3 separate regions of the Mus musculus genome follow, and all the other regions are linked to region 1. Evidence: chromatin contacts called from public promoter capture Hi-C data. All regions are on one chromosome and are shown on one strand. Each heading gives the region's core, a stretch centred on a gene start, on an enhancer-like site or on the middle of the called end of the contact. The rest is flanking DNA. Distances are from core to core; before and after follow the strand shown.

The links. Promoter capture Hi-C pulls out the DNA fragments that hold promoters and counts their contacts.
Region 2: a contact with region 1 is called in a promoter capture Hi-C map of pre-B cells. The contact joins the promoter of Cox7a2 here to the promoter of Mei4 in region 1.
Region 3: a promoter capture Hi-C map of embryonic stem cells shows a contact between it and region 1, with 5 times the contacts expected there. The contact joins the promoter of Tmem30a here to the promoter of Mei4 in region 1. A contact is called at or near these places in 1 of 39 promoter capture datasets (embryonic stem cells) and 1 of 115 datasets of contacts at active chromatin or transcription factors (astrocytes).

The regions. Positions count from the first base shown.
Region 1 is chr9:81,860,764-81,865,528 of GRCm38.p6, reverse strand. Mei4 (meiotic double-stranded break formation protein 4) reads right to left here and starts at 1,859. Exons shown (of 5, transcript NM_175213.4): 1 at 1,612-1,859.
Region 2 is chr9:79,757,546-79,762,310 of GRCm38.p6, reverse strand. Cox7a2 (cytochrome c oxidase subunit 7A2) reads left to right here and starts at 2,458. Exons shown (of 4, transcript NM_009945.3): 1 at 2,458-2,671; 2 at 3,732-3,821. The coding sequence starts at 2,654. It also overlaps the pseudogene Gm51685.
Region 3 is chr9:79,791,507-79,796,271 of GRCm38.p6, reverse strand. Tmem30a (transmembrane protein 30A) reads left to right here and starts at 2,842. Exons shown (of 7, transcript NM_133718.4): 1 at 2,842-3,298. The coding sequence starts at 3,062. It overlaps 4930429F24Rik (RIKEN cDNA 4930429F24 gene), which reads right to left and starts at 2,631. Exons shown (of 3, transcript NR_040734.1): 1 at 2,407-2,631; 2 at 387-532.

The DNA of each region.
Region 1 (4,765 bases), core at 610-3,109:
AAGTGACAAAACTGACAAATCCTCAATGCTATTTCTTCCCGTTGCTGTAGCTGACACTCTAAACCTATTCTTAAAACACTTAGTGATGCTGCCCTGATTACATCCCAGTGTCTAAAAACGTACCTACTTTCTCTTCAGCACATTAACATCTTCTGTCTTTATAACCCTTTAGCTTTCTAAATCTCAAATCCTTCAAAACATTATGCACAATACAATCATTAAGTATGTTTATCTCACGAATGCTTCAAATGATTTGGGTTAATATGCCTATTAAATTGGCGCTGTGACTTTTGGCTTCAAGTATTTTCATACAGCAGAACTTAACATATACCTGCCATTCACATATATCATGAAACCTAGAATACACTAGACTTCTAATTTCTTTGATATAATAAACCATGGGATAAATTAATACTATGTTTTTAACAAGAATTCCATAATATTGGTTTCAAATATCTGATTCCAAACATTGCTACTTTCATGAAAAAAAAAATTTTAAAAAAATACTCAGTCACAAATCTGTGCTCCTGGTCTTCATGTCCAAATTTTACGACTGAATTGTAAATTTTGTGGTTTACTGACATATACAAAGACATTGTGTTTAACCTAAGGCCCTCACAGAAGCTGTAAGCTATAACAATGGAAAGTAAAATAGTGGATGTCAATTTGTGAATGTCATTACTGTAGTCACAAGATATACCAAAAATCATATAATTCTAAGCAGGAAAAAGTAATATAAACAAGCCAAAATTGATCAGAATGTATGTAATGAATTTGATAAAAAGTTTGCTAATTGGAAGTAACCTGATATATTCAGACTTGGTGGTTCACATTTTAATCCCAGCATTTGCAAGTCTGAGGCATACATATTGCCATTAGTCTTGAGAGCAGGAGGCAAGGCCATCCTACAAAGTGAAACCTTGTCTCAAAAATCCAAAAGATACAGAAAAAAAAATAATAAATTCCAGTTGATGAAGAATCCAAGTTATGAAATTCTTATGAATTTCATATTTATATTCTGTGAATATCGACATACTAATGTATTTTCTGTGGTTCCTGGTGGGACTTTAATCCTCTAAATATGTAATTGCAGACTATAAAGCTATTCAAGGCTTTATTTAATTCACTTCAAATTATTGACTTTCTGCTACTTTGGACATTCCAGATTCACCAAACCCTCACTGGCTTCTTCCTCCGTAATGGAGACTCCACTTCTGGCCCTGCTCCTCTGATCTGTTGCATATCTCACCACAACCTAGCTCTTCCAAGAATGATTTTTATCTCTACCTCATGTACCAGCACATGCTTGTCAGATCCCAAGAAAACCGCACCCGTCCCACTTTTAACACCCCCAACACTTTCTGCAGTTCCTCTGGGTGTGTACTTGCTCAATAAAAGATCAGATCAACAAGTGCCTACGGTCCCCCAAAACCACCCTTTCCTCCAGGAAACCTCAGAAGCCACCTCTAGAGTGAAGGCAGGCTTGCACAGACTCTAAGGTGTAGAACACACCACAGAACACACGCTTTGCCCGCCCAAGTTTCTGAGGCTCCAGGCGCGACCTACTTATCAGGTAAAGAAATGCCCCTCCCCACGCGTGAGGCGACCTACCTCCGCAAAGGGCGCGACAAGGAACCCCAAGCCACAGCACCTGAGAGCGTGCGCTGCTTGAGGGGACCCGGGGCCCGAGAGTACAGAGAGCAGGCAGATGCTACACAAGCCTGGGGTTCCTGAGAAGGAAGGACGCCCTCAGGCGGCGGGGGAAGCTCGGGGGCCAGTATTCCCGGCCATGCACGCTGATGCAAGCGCAGCCCGCAGGTAGGCGCCAGAGCCCAGAGCGCCACTCCTCCCGGCTTTCTTCCAGTGCCAATCAAGAGGGAGGCCCGCGGAGACCACAAGTCCCAGAAGCCTCTGCGCCACTCTCCTCGGAGGGGCTTGGGAGGGGCTCCGGCGGGCTCGGGCGGGCTCGGCGAGGAGCGGTTAGCCGGTTTGGCTGGACTAGGCAGGTGTTTCCTGCATCTTCCTTTCTTCTGCAAAATAGTTCAAAATAGTCTAGGACTGCCTGCAGCTCCTCTCCTGAAAGGCTGATTTGGTTTCTAAGGAGAGACTCACGGGGCTTGAAAAAAAGGAAAAGTTTCAGGAAAGCTTCTGTTGTGCCAACTCCTGTCCTACATGGGAACAGTCGGGAAAACAGATTCTTTGGGTTCATTTGTTGGCTTGTTTCCAAAGATGGTTTTAAAATCTTTGCTTCCTGCGGGAGGAAGCGCTATGTTTCTCATTTGTCCACCTGTCATATCTTCATCTAGGATTTTAAGTAATTTTTTGCCTCACGTACTGAAATTTCTCAGAAATTAAAATGCAAAGGAGATTCTAAGCATTCGGAAGTCACTTATGTAGACTTTACTAACAATGTGCTAATTTGCTAATAGTTAAAGGTTTCAACAATTGTATAGGATAAATTACCAAATATTATATCTGGGGGGTCTGCACAGCTCATTCTCCTACGTAAATGACCCTTTATTAAGGCAAGTGCTTGCATCTAGTCAGTTATTGCAAATGTCTTGGAAATGTTAAGCTTCATTGTTCTATCCATGTGTTTAAGAAAGTCAATAATTTTAACTATAATGTAATTTAATATAGCTTTCGTTAATCTTGCAACGGTGCTTTCATGCAAACTAAACTCGGGTTATTGTGACTGCTAAGGTGATGAACACTGTGAGTGCTCTACTGTGCTCACTGCTCTTCTTTGAGTAATGTAAAATCAAACCATCCAAGTTCATTTCAAGATAATGAACAGTCAAGTAGGAGTGATGTAGAAAAGTTGTGTTTGCGTTGATAAATAGTATGATATTCTATTTCAATTCCCCTCATACATTTATTGAGAAAATTGAGCTGTTACGTGCCAGTTACAGCCTTGATTACTGGTCAAGACCTGATTACAACTCCATACAAGACAGAGCACTCAGTCTAATAGTTAAAACAAATGGGTAGCAATTACCAAATACAGCACAGCCACTGAAATCCTGAACGAAAGCCCAGAGGTAGTTTTAACTATTTACCACCTAAATGTAAAGACCTAATGATTTCAACAACCTCAATAGTTTTCTTTGAACATCTTCAGATGGTTAAAGATGCTTTAGAATACATAGCAGAAAAAGAAACGTTTTAAGAAAATTATACAAGTTTTTGACTCACTCAAGACTAATGAAACACAAAGTGATCAATCAAATACATGCTCTTTGAATAAAGTAATGGACTCTATTTATGTTTTACATTTAATTCTGAGTGATTTTAGAGTCATTTTTAATGTCACAGTCTGTCGATGGGACTGTGACTAACCCATTTTTCTAAGAATATGTACAGATATCCTTTATAGATAAAGATATGTATAAGGTTAAATGACAAGCTTTATGGAAAGTGAAGAAACAGGCATACACATAATAAGCAAGCAAAGTACAGAGAAAGAAACCCCACAAATTTGAAGAAGACCTTCATACTAGGATCTGATTTTCATCCATAGAGCTGGGTTTTGGTGACCTGAGATAGTTCCCCCTTCTCTCATTTCATGGTGGTCAGCTTAGGAAAAAAAAAGGGGGGGGGCTGATAATTGCCCCAAAGATTCAGATAATCATGTTCAGGGACAGTCTTGACCTTATCTGAACACCTTCAACATATCAATCAAGAGTGGAGAGGGTGTCACTGCCAAGTGTGAAAGTATGAAAGAAACCGGAAATTTGTCTTTCTATTACTGACTGGTAGTCCCTTTTCTCATCTGTCTGTCTACCAAGGACCTCTGGCTCCTTGGTCTCAGCATCTTTCTATAAATTTGGAGTATTGAAATAAAACGAAAGGAAAAGATCTTCACAAAATGTATAATCTTAGATGCTGAATCTACTACCTTATTGATAGTTAAAATCCACTATAGAGTAAACTGAGTTCAAAATATAGTCAACGCACTGCTGTGATGTCTCAGCAGGTAAATGCATTTGCCTCTAAGTCTGACAACCTAAGGCGCCGTCTTCGGAAGCCACATGGGAGAAAGGAAGGATTGACAAACAGTTTATAGTATGTTATACTATACATTATAAAGAAAATAATAGGGCTGGTGAGATGGCTCAGTGGGTAAGAGCACCCGACTGCTCTTCCGAAGGTCCAGAGTTCAAATCCCAGCAACCACATGGTGGCTCACAACCATCTGTAACAAGATCTGACGCCCTCTTCTGGAGTGTCTGAGGACAGCTACAGTGTACTTACATATAATAAATAAATAAATCTTTAAAAAAAAAAAAAAAAGAAAGAAAATAATAAGCTGTCCTGTTAGAAAATCATGTTTTTATTTTATAAAAAAATATTAATGGCTCTTTTTTAATTCAAAAGTTCCAAAAACATTTATATAAATACTAATTATGAGTAAGAGAGAGCCATTGTTCTCAATGATTTTGCAGTCTAGTGAGAGTCAAATTTTACAACCAAGCATCATCAATAATATTTGAGAGTTTCTATTGCTGTGATGAAACACCATGTCCAAAAAAAAAAAAAAAAAAAAAAAACCTGAAGTGAGGAAAGAATTTGTTTGGTTTTTTTGTTTGTTTGTTTGTTTCTTTCATTTTTTGTTTTGTTTTAAAGATTTATTTATCATATGTATGTGAGTACACTGTTTTCAGACACACCAGAAGAGGGCATCAGAATCCATTACAGATGGTTGTGAGCCACCATGTGGTTGCTGGGAATTGAACTCAGGACTCTGGATGCCTAGTCAATGCTC
Region 2 (4,765 bases), core at 1,209-3,708, 2.1 Mb after region 1:
TGATGTTTTGGAAAGGAGCCCATTTTGAAAGTTAGTTTATGTCATTGGATAAATTCGGAGACCTGGTAGTAAATTTCTAGTGAATTTAGGATTAATCAATAAAGTCTGATCGATTGAGGCAAATTTAAGCCAAATTTTTCTGTCCAAGTAATGGCAGTTAAGAATGCAGAAACAAGTTAGTGAAGAGCCCTGGGACGGACAGAGTTGTGGAATGAAGCCAACACATTAGATGATTTGTTCTTGTTCATTTGCTTTTATGTTCAATGGATTTTTATGTGTGTAGACAGAGTCCTTTTTTTTTCTAACAAGCATTTTTTTTTAAAATCTGGATGATGGGAAACAACAGTGACAGAAGATGAAGATCGAAACAAATTAAGACTTTTGCAGAAATAAAATCACAAGATGTTGCTGGCTTGGCCTGCAGTGGTGATGTTACAGATCATAAATGGTCAGATAAGATTCTGAAGTTGTACAGATAGAATTTGATTGTAGGGTTTGGTAGAAAAATGTTAATGTTTGGGGGAAATTGCAGAGACTTTAAGAGATTAAAAAATGAAAGTATAAATAGTTTAGTATGAATTAGGGAAAGGTATGTTGAAATTTTGGTGTTGGTAGGATGAGGAGTCAAGCAGAAACTAAGGATCAACGTGCAAGAGGACTCTTAGGAGAGTGGTGTGTGGAAACCTCCTTAAAAGGCTCGCATTCCACACTCATGTTGCTCCCTTTGCCTTGATAGTTTATTTCCAAATTAAAATGTACTCTGGGGGAATGAGCACCTGTGATATCCGTGGCTGATAATGCAGAAGCTTGCCTAAGAAGTGATTTTGGAAAAGACTAACACAAAAGGAGGGGCACACAAGTTGCAGAAGTCTGCTTTTATTCTGGAGAGAATGGGATAGAAACACTGTTTTGTTTCATATGTGTCCTTTCCTTTTTAAAATGGAATGTGTCTGTAGATGGAGTGGTCCAGTAAAGAGAAAATTGTACTGCCCTAAGTGACAACGCTGTTATAGGTAGTTTTAATGTAAACTCTTGGTTCTTCTTGGACAGTCACTATTCCTAGGAATGTCAAACAGTATGCACTTAGTGTTGGTTAGTAGGCCTATTTTTTTCTAAGATTTACTTATTATTATATGTAAGTAGCTGACTTCAGACACACCAGAAGAGGTAATCAGATCTCATTATGGGTGGTTGTGAGCCACCATGTGGTTGCTGGGATTTGAACTTAGGACCTTCAGAAGAGCAGTCAGCGCTCTTACCCGTTGAGCCATCTCACCAGCCCCCCTAGTAGGCCCATTTTTATTAGTGTTAGGGGAATGGTAAGTATACAGTCGGTTCTGGGAAAACTTATATCCTGTGGTGAAACAGCGACAGCAGCACAAACTTTAACGAATTCCAATTACAGACAATAAATGTAAAAAACAAAACAAAAAAAAAAAAAAAACAAAACTCCCCATCCCCAGCTGTTGGTAATTATGCTCGATGGTACATTGAATAATTAAGAGGTGGTAGAAAAAAAGTCAGTTATAATGGGTGTTTATAAACTTGGTAAGGAAGAAAATTTAGACTGTGTTGGGGGTACAGTAGGTTATGAAGAAAAAAGTACCCCAAGATTTGAAGGAATTAAGCATTACCAGTTTTTATTCACGCAACACTGTGGAACCCGTTTATCATTAGCTTTTACCTGAAATGGCAATGAAGTCGTTTCTGAGTTTGCAAAAGGGTGGAAAGACATTTGTATTGTTGAGTAGATTATTTTTACTTGTACATTAGTGTGCAGAAGAATAAAGGCAGTTGTAAGGAGGAATAGTTATGCAAGACTGATGCAAAATGCTAACAGCCTATCTGTAAAATACGCGCACTTCTGACAGCTCCATCCAGGAGTGAAATGTGCTGCGGATCTGAGAAAGCACGACACAGTCGATATTTGTGTTGAACGTGGATTTAAAAATGTATTCCCCTCTTTTCAGCGTTTTCCCAGACTCAATAACGAAGTCAGCCAGTTCCAGTCTGGGGACACAGGAAGAGCTTCCAGCACAAGGAGTTTAGCAGAAGATCCACAGGTTGGCATACCTGTGGATGCCAACATCGGTCGTTCCTATATGATCTCAGCACAAAGACTAACGCCTCCCACTTTCATCTGTGGAAGACAAACCCTAAAACTGGACTCTATCCGTATTAAGAGGAGCTTTTGAATATTTAAGCTTGTACGACGTAGCTTTGACATCCATTGTTCCTTCAGACTGTAAACAATGGCTCAAAGCCTTCTCACAAGACAAGCTACTTTCCGGGTAGTCTGGTTGTCCACTGACTTCACCAGAGCGTATGAAGAGGGCTGCAAGACTTCACGCCTCTCCATTGCGGGTGGCGTTTGCTTTCCATTGTGATTCTGGGTCCGGCGGCAGGCGCGGCAGGGCGGAGCCAAGTGGTAAGGATAGCTTCGGAGGTCCGGAGGCTAGACGGGCCGCTGCGAGAAGTCGCTCTGGCTCGCCTTCCGCTCTCTATGGTCGGGAGCGCGAGCCCCTCCTCTTCCCGGAACGAGCCCTCTTGCTCGACGCGCGCGCAGCGCTAGGAGGGAGTTCCGTTTCCGGTCTGGTGGCTTTCGATTTTTGGCGTTCAGTAGTCGCGGTTGGTGGGTAACAACCGAGCCAAGATGTTGCGGAATCTGCTGGTAGGTAGCTTTGGGGGTTTGGCTGGTACTGGAGTGTCGGGGCGGAGGGTCAGGCATCCTGACAGAAAGGCGTGCTGGAAATGTGGCAGAAGACAGCAGCCGGAGTCACCTTGGCCGCGCGTCCTTTTCCCTGACCTTCCGTCCACTCGCCCCTGGCTGTTTCTGGGTAGTCGTAGAGGGAAGAGCAGGATCGCATTTGGTTCTTGGTCACTACAGCTTACCGTTGCTTATGGCTATGACTGTAGCTCTGACGTAGGCTCCAGTGGGGGGATCTTGGACACCTGGAAAACCTAGGTGGAAGGTGGCTTTTTGTTGTCATTTTGTTTTGTATCATAGTGAAAAGATAAAATTTTACCTGATTCAAAGAAGTAAGCCAAAGAACTAAATTGTACAGTTTTAGTTGGGATTTAATGGGTTTCATGATTGAAGTGTAATGACGATTCAGAATTACCTTTAACACTTGGTGAATATTTCTCCAAAATTTAAAAAGGTGTGTTTTGATTTTATTTTGTAATCGTTTAACACAATTAAGACTTAACACCAATTACATTTTTCTTAGATGTCCAGGAGTGTTCTAGCATGTGCCCTCCACTGCAAAGTAATTTTTCAGTGCCTTGGCTATCCTGGAACTAAATCTGTAGACTAGCATGGCCTCTGCCTCCCTAGTGCTGCGATTAAAGTCTTGAGCCTCCACTACCCTGCCAGGAATAGATTTTTGACATAGGCAAATATTAAATGAAAATGTTAGAACTTATAAGATGTCTATATCATTTATTTTTCTGTATATCAGCATGTTTTGTTCTATAAAATACTACTGATTAATTTCAGGCACAGGTTATATATAGGTCATGGTTTCTGAAGACTATGATATGTAACATGAAGCACAGAGCAGAGAATAGACAACATGTAGAAAATCTGGATGCTAGTCTTGGATAGTACTGACAAGTTCGATAATGCTTTAAATCTCAGCTTCCTTTCAGTGTGAAGGGTTGGAAGTTGCCTTTACAGGTTTCTTTGGACTCTTAGGTCTTGTTCGATGCATGTGAATTTTCTGTTTCAGGCCCTTCGTCAGATTGCCCAGAGGACCATCAGCACCACTTCACGAAGGCATTTTGAAAACAAGGTTCCAGAGAAACAAAAGCTGTTTCAGGTACTGAAGTGTTCTATGTGATTGTTAATTGTAACAGAGCTGGCACGGTAGAGTAAGTCCAGAGGATCTGCTTCTTAGAGGCTCTCAAGGTTTTTTTTTTTTTTTTTTTTTTTTTTTTATCGTAAGGAGGATTATTTGCTGTGTCTAAGAGGTGCTCAGGGAGGTGGGAAAAATGCAGAAGCCAGTGAATTGTGTGTGTGATTTGATGAATTGGTAATCTTTGGGGGAATAATTGCATAAACCATAAAAAAGAGTCCAGAAACAAAAAATAAGCAGGAATTGTTACAGGGTGTAGCATACCTGCAGGGAAGAGTACAGTAAATAATTTTAAGTGGGGAAGGCTTCTAAGGAAACATCAAAAGACACCCCCCCCCCCCAGGAGAACAACCAAGATCTAAAAATACACGCTTTATTGCTGAAGGAGAAGAAACAGATGTGCAGCTTAGGTATGGTTGTGTCACTGGTACTCAAAGAATTGCAGATTTGTAAGAAATGTATGATCTCACTATAGCTGTCAGGGCGCGAGATGAAGATTTCTGTGGAATGTGGCAGGCATTGCAGTTCTGACTGACACTTAGTTAGCCTTGTATTCTGCTCCTGCCCTAACTCCTGCATCCTAGCTAGTGGATTGGAAGCTGCAGAGGTTTGGAGAATGCCATTTCATGGGGACAGAATATGATTTCTCTGGCTATCGAGATGGAGGACCACTGCTGGCCCCATGCACTGGTGGAACAGAAGTTCTGCCATGTGCTCTTGCCTTCAAAGCTATGAAGCCCCTTTCTGGACACAAATTTTTTATATACCAGCTTGACCGTGTCAGTGTCACCAAGAGATGGTTGTGACCCTGTCATTATCTTTTCGGTTTTGTAGATTTAAGGCTATTCTGCCCTGACTTTAAATGTTCTTAGAATCAAAAAAACAAACAAACAAAAAAACCAAAACTG
Region 3 (4,765 bases), core at 1,593-4,092, 2.1 Mb after region 1:
ACAAAGTCTACATGGCCCTTCTAAAAATCATTAGGTGTGCCTTAAATATTATTCCACTGAAGTCTCTAACTGAATGGGAGTGGAACAAAAGGATACTGAAAAGTATTCAAATTATTAAGGACTTTCTCTCAGCACATCTTAATCCCAGAACTCAGGAGATTGAGGCAGATTAATCTCTGAATTTTTAGAGCCTGATCCACAGAGTTTCAGGACAGCCAGGGCTACACAAAGAAACTACGTCTTGGGTGAGGGTATGTTCTAAGAACTGTGGCTCTCAGGTTTAACTTTCCTAGGCAATATTAAGCTGTAGACTCAAACAAACCCTTGGGTATGCTTAGATGATAGAGAACTAAAGCAGCTTGAGGTACTGAAGGAGCCTGACATACAAACCTGTGTGAACTTTGGCCAAATAGTAAAACAACTGTTTTAGGTTTCTTTTCTCCATTCCTTAATTTATCAAAGTTCTTCTTCTTCTCCTTCTCCTTCTCCTTCTTCTTCCTTTCTGACATAGTGGCATAATGTAGTAACTGAACTAAAAAATGAAAACTATATGAAACATACATTTCAGATTATTGATCTGATAGCATTAAGAAATGTCACACAAGGCTGGGTGTGGTGGTGCACACCTTTAATCCCAGCACTCAGGAGGCAGAGGCAGGCAGATTTCTGAGTTCGAGGCCAGCCTGGTCTACAGAGTAAGTTCCAGGACAGCCAGGGCTACACAGAGAAAACCTGTCTCGAAAAACAAAAACAAAAACAAATAAACAAACAAACAAAAAGGATACCTTTTGAGACAAGGACTTATTGTGTAGCTCTGGCTGTCCTGGAATTCACATAGACCAGACTGGCCTTGAATTCACAGAAATCTGTCTGCCTCCGCCTCTGGAGTGCTGGGAGGAAATGTGTGTAATCATCACCCAGTCCCCAGTGAAGTTTTTAGTAAAACTGAGACAGTTAATCTTTGCTCTGAGCAAACCAAAGGAAACAGGAAGTAGGTAAGCACACCAAGAACCATCAGATCACTGCTCCTGCAACAACAGCAACAAAGCTTTAAAGCAAACTAAGGTGTCTTGCAGCATCCTGGAGAGGTCCCAGAAACTTGTGGATACAACCTCAGGTGCTCAAATCTCTTATACAAAATGCAGCTCTTGTAAATGACCTATGTATCTCCCCCACACCCTTCAAACTGTCTCCTGATTATATTATTTATACTGCTTAGTACAATGGAAATAACCACTTAAAAGATAATGATGAGAAATTGTCTCCGTGTTTACTAGCTCAGAAGCAATTTTTTCCCCTGAATATTTTCAATTGTATGTTGAAGGTTCAGTTGTAGCACTATTTAAACCGAGTTCTAGAGTAGAAATAAAGGAACTAACACATCTAACTGTGATAATCTAAACAGGAGTGGGGAAAAAGAAAGAAAAAGGACTCCATGATTATCCCCAACACTGTGATGAACATTTTACCCAACAGAACGTTTAAGACAACAGGCTAAGCCTCTCTATGACAGACTCTTTTCCATTTGAATGGGGTTGAAGGTAAACTTAGGCTGCTAAAGCAAGATACAAACCTAAGGATTCTAGAGGCCTTAAGAATTTGAGATCAGCTAGGCTGTGGTGGCCCAGGCCTTTAATTACAACACCCAGGAGGCAAGAGGATTTATACAAGTTTGAGGGGAGCCTGGTCTACACAGAGAAACCCTGTCTGGAAAACCCGGGGCCGGGAAATCCAAGATCACAGAAGAACATACTGGAGCAAGTCAAAACTGTAGACAAAGACTTTTTAAAAGTAGGTACTGTCAGATAGTCTGGATTTCAAACACAATTTCAAAATGTAGATGCTATATAATCATTTTTTTTGTAAATTTGCAAAATTACACACTTATAAAAGAAAATTTGTAAAATATAGAAAAGAAAAAATCCTGCCTACAGTCAATCAATGGAGGTTAGCATCTTACGCTTTATAGTTGAATTCTACACTTTGTATTCTCTGTACTGCTTTGGTGTCTTTGAGTTACTAATTATTGTTTATTTATTGAGACAGGTTCTCTATGGATTTCCTGCTGGCCTCTTAAGTAGCTCAGACTGGCCTTGTAATTTCAATTACTCTGCCTTTACCTTTCAAGGGCTGACATTACACATAGTCTCAACGAGAATTTCCTTGGCAGGTTAAAACTAATACCCCTTTTTAAACAAGTGGTATTATGTTCTGGTTTTTGATTACCAAGTTTAAAAAAAAAGAATCACTGTCATGTTTTACAATAACCTTCCCAAACCAATGTGAAGTAGACAGAAAAATAAATGAAAATCGATCAGAAGCGAGGGATTAGGGCTAAACTAGGTTGCATCATCATCATCATCATCATTATTATTATTATTATATCAAATGGGTCGCATGTTATACCTCACTTAAATTCATAGAGGCACACTGAGTGGCGAGTTAAAATTCAATAGGGATCTGCATCCTTTTAAACATGTGGACTCCAGGACGCTACAACTCCCTTCAGAAGAGGCGTAGGCGTCATAAGAAAAGTCAACCCGGCGCCGAAATTACAGGTAGCCCAGGTCACCGAGTCCGACCTGACGGCTCCAGAAGTCTCCATGATAACCACAACAGGAAGTGTGCGCCAACAGAAGCGTCCTCCCGGGGAAGCGAAGACGCTACCGTCCTAGTGCGCAGACGTCGCTCCGGGCCGCGCATGCGCTCACGTAGCCGCGCGCCCGGCCTAAAGCCCTCACTTTGTCGTCACAGGGCAGATGATCAGGGTGCGTCCGTCTTTTTCCTCCCCCTTCCATCCTCCTCCCCCTCCCCTCCCCTCGTCCCTCAATCATCTCCCCATTTCCTCTCTCTCCCTCCCTGGGGCGTCTCCTAAAGACGCCCGCTTCCGGTCAGCGGCCGGCCGCAGAAGCGTGTCCCGCCTCTTCCGCCTCCCCGGTGGCGGCGCGGGTGGCGGAGGCGGTAGCGGCAGCGGTGACTGCGCGTCTCCTGTCAGGGTCGGCGGCACGCAAGTCCCCTGGGCGGCCCAGCTGGACGTGGCCGAGCCGAAGCCCGGGGGCCGATGGCGATGAACTATAGCGCGAAGGATGAGGTGGACGGCGGGCCCGCGGGTCCTCCCGGGGGCGCCGCCAAGACCCGGAGGCCGGATAACACGGCCTTCAAACAGCAACGGCTACCCGCCTGGCAGCCCATCCTCACGGCCGGCACGGTGCTGCCCACCTTCTTCATCATCGGCCTCATCTTCATCCCCATCGGCATCGGCATCTTCGTCACCTCCAACAACATCCGTGAGATCGAGGTGAGGGAGGGGCGTGGCAGTGATCCCCCGGCTCCCAGAAGGTGACAGGCGGGCCCCGCCCTCTGGTGCCTTCTCGGTTTCTTCTGTGGCTTTTCTGAGTTTGCAGTTTTGTGGGCTCGCTTCCTTTGGCTCTCGGTTTACCTGGCTGGAAATGGAATGAATACAGCTAGAATGTCGGGTGGACGAGACTTTTTTTGGAGGCGCTTTGCGTGGGTTTCCGAGAGGTAGAGTGAATGTCTTTTAGGAGGAGATAAGAGGAAAAAGAGTTAGATTTACGTGTTTAACTCTGAGGCAACTCACAGGGGCAGACTGTTGTTATTTGGGCGGGGGTTATTCTGGGACACAGAGATTAACAAATTGGTTGGGTGTAGGACCCGGAGTCAATAAAGGTATTGATTCTTCTGTGAAGAAATTAAGTCATACAGAGCGCACACAAGTAACTTTGATTTTGAGCTAATTAGATATTTTTAGTTGTTGGCCACGATATAGTTAAAGGCATGAAACTTCAGTTCTGGTTTGTTTTTAGGCGGTATTCATTTCTAATTATGCCCCACAGTGGTCCTAATTCCTCCTGCTTGATTTTTAAAATATGCATATCAATGATTCCACACGAAATAAGTTGGAAACTAGCTATAAACGATTTCACTGGCATTACTTTTTTTTTTTTGGAATATCCTACTTAGATGTGATAGAAACACTCTACTGAGGGAAACATTTTGATTTGTGTTGGTGCAGTAATCACTGCATTTTTATCCGTCCGCATCAGTAAAGATGGGTTTATAGCAGGATGTGAGTACTGTGTGGCGGACAGTATTGGACGTCCACAAGTCCTCCATCAAATTAAGGGAGTTTTCATCTGTTTGAACTGGCAAGATCGATGTTGAGTAACCTTGCTTTCTTCTGTTGTAAAGATATATTTTTGTGTACTTAATTTAAAAATAAATACTACATTTAATTGGACGTCCCCAGTCATTTTAGCTAGGGACTTTGGTGACTTTGTTCAGTTTACTAAAGTAAGCTGGTTTATATATATATATATATATATATATATATATATACATACATACACACACACACACATATATATATATATTTTAACTGCACAGTGCTTCAGTATTAATGACAGTAAGAATAGTATCTAGAGTGTATTTTAAAAATCTTTTATTAAATTTTATTTTGACTAGAGCAAGCTCACAGCGTATGTTTTTGGTATATATTTTATCTTCGTGGTTTTAGCCTTGTGATATACTCAAAGGTAGCCCAAAATGCTCCAAAATGTAAATGAAGCTCTGGGCCAAACAGGTTGGGCAGGAGAAAAGTTTTGATTTTAGAATATTTTGGATTGTAGAGTTTGAGATTAGGTATGCTCAACTGGAGAAAACTATACAAACGTACAGAATGTTTTAAAAAAAAAAAAAAAAACTTCTCGGATGTAAAACACTTCTGTTCCCTGTCATACCTAAACCC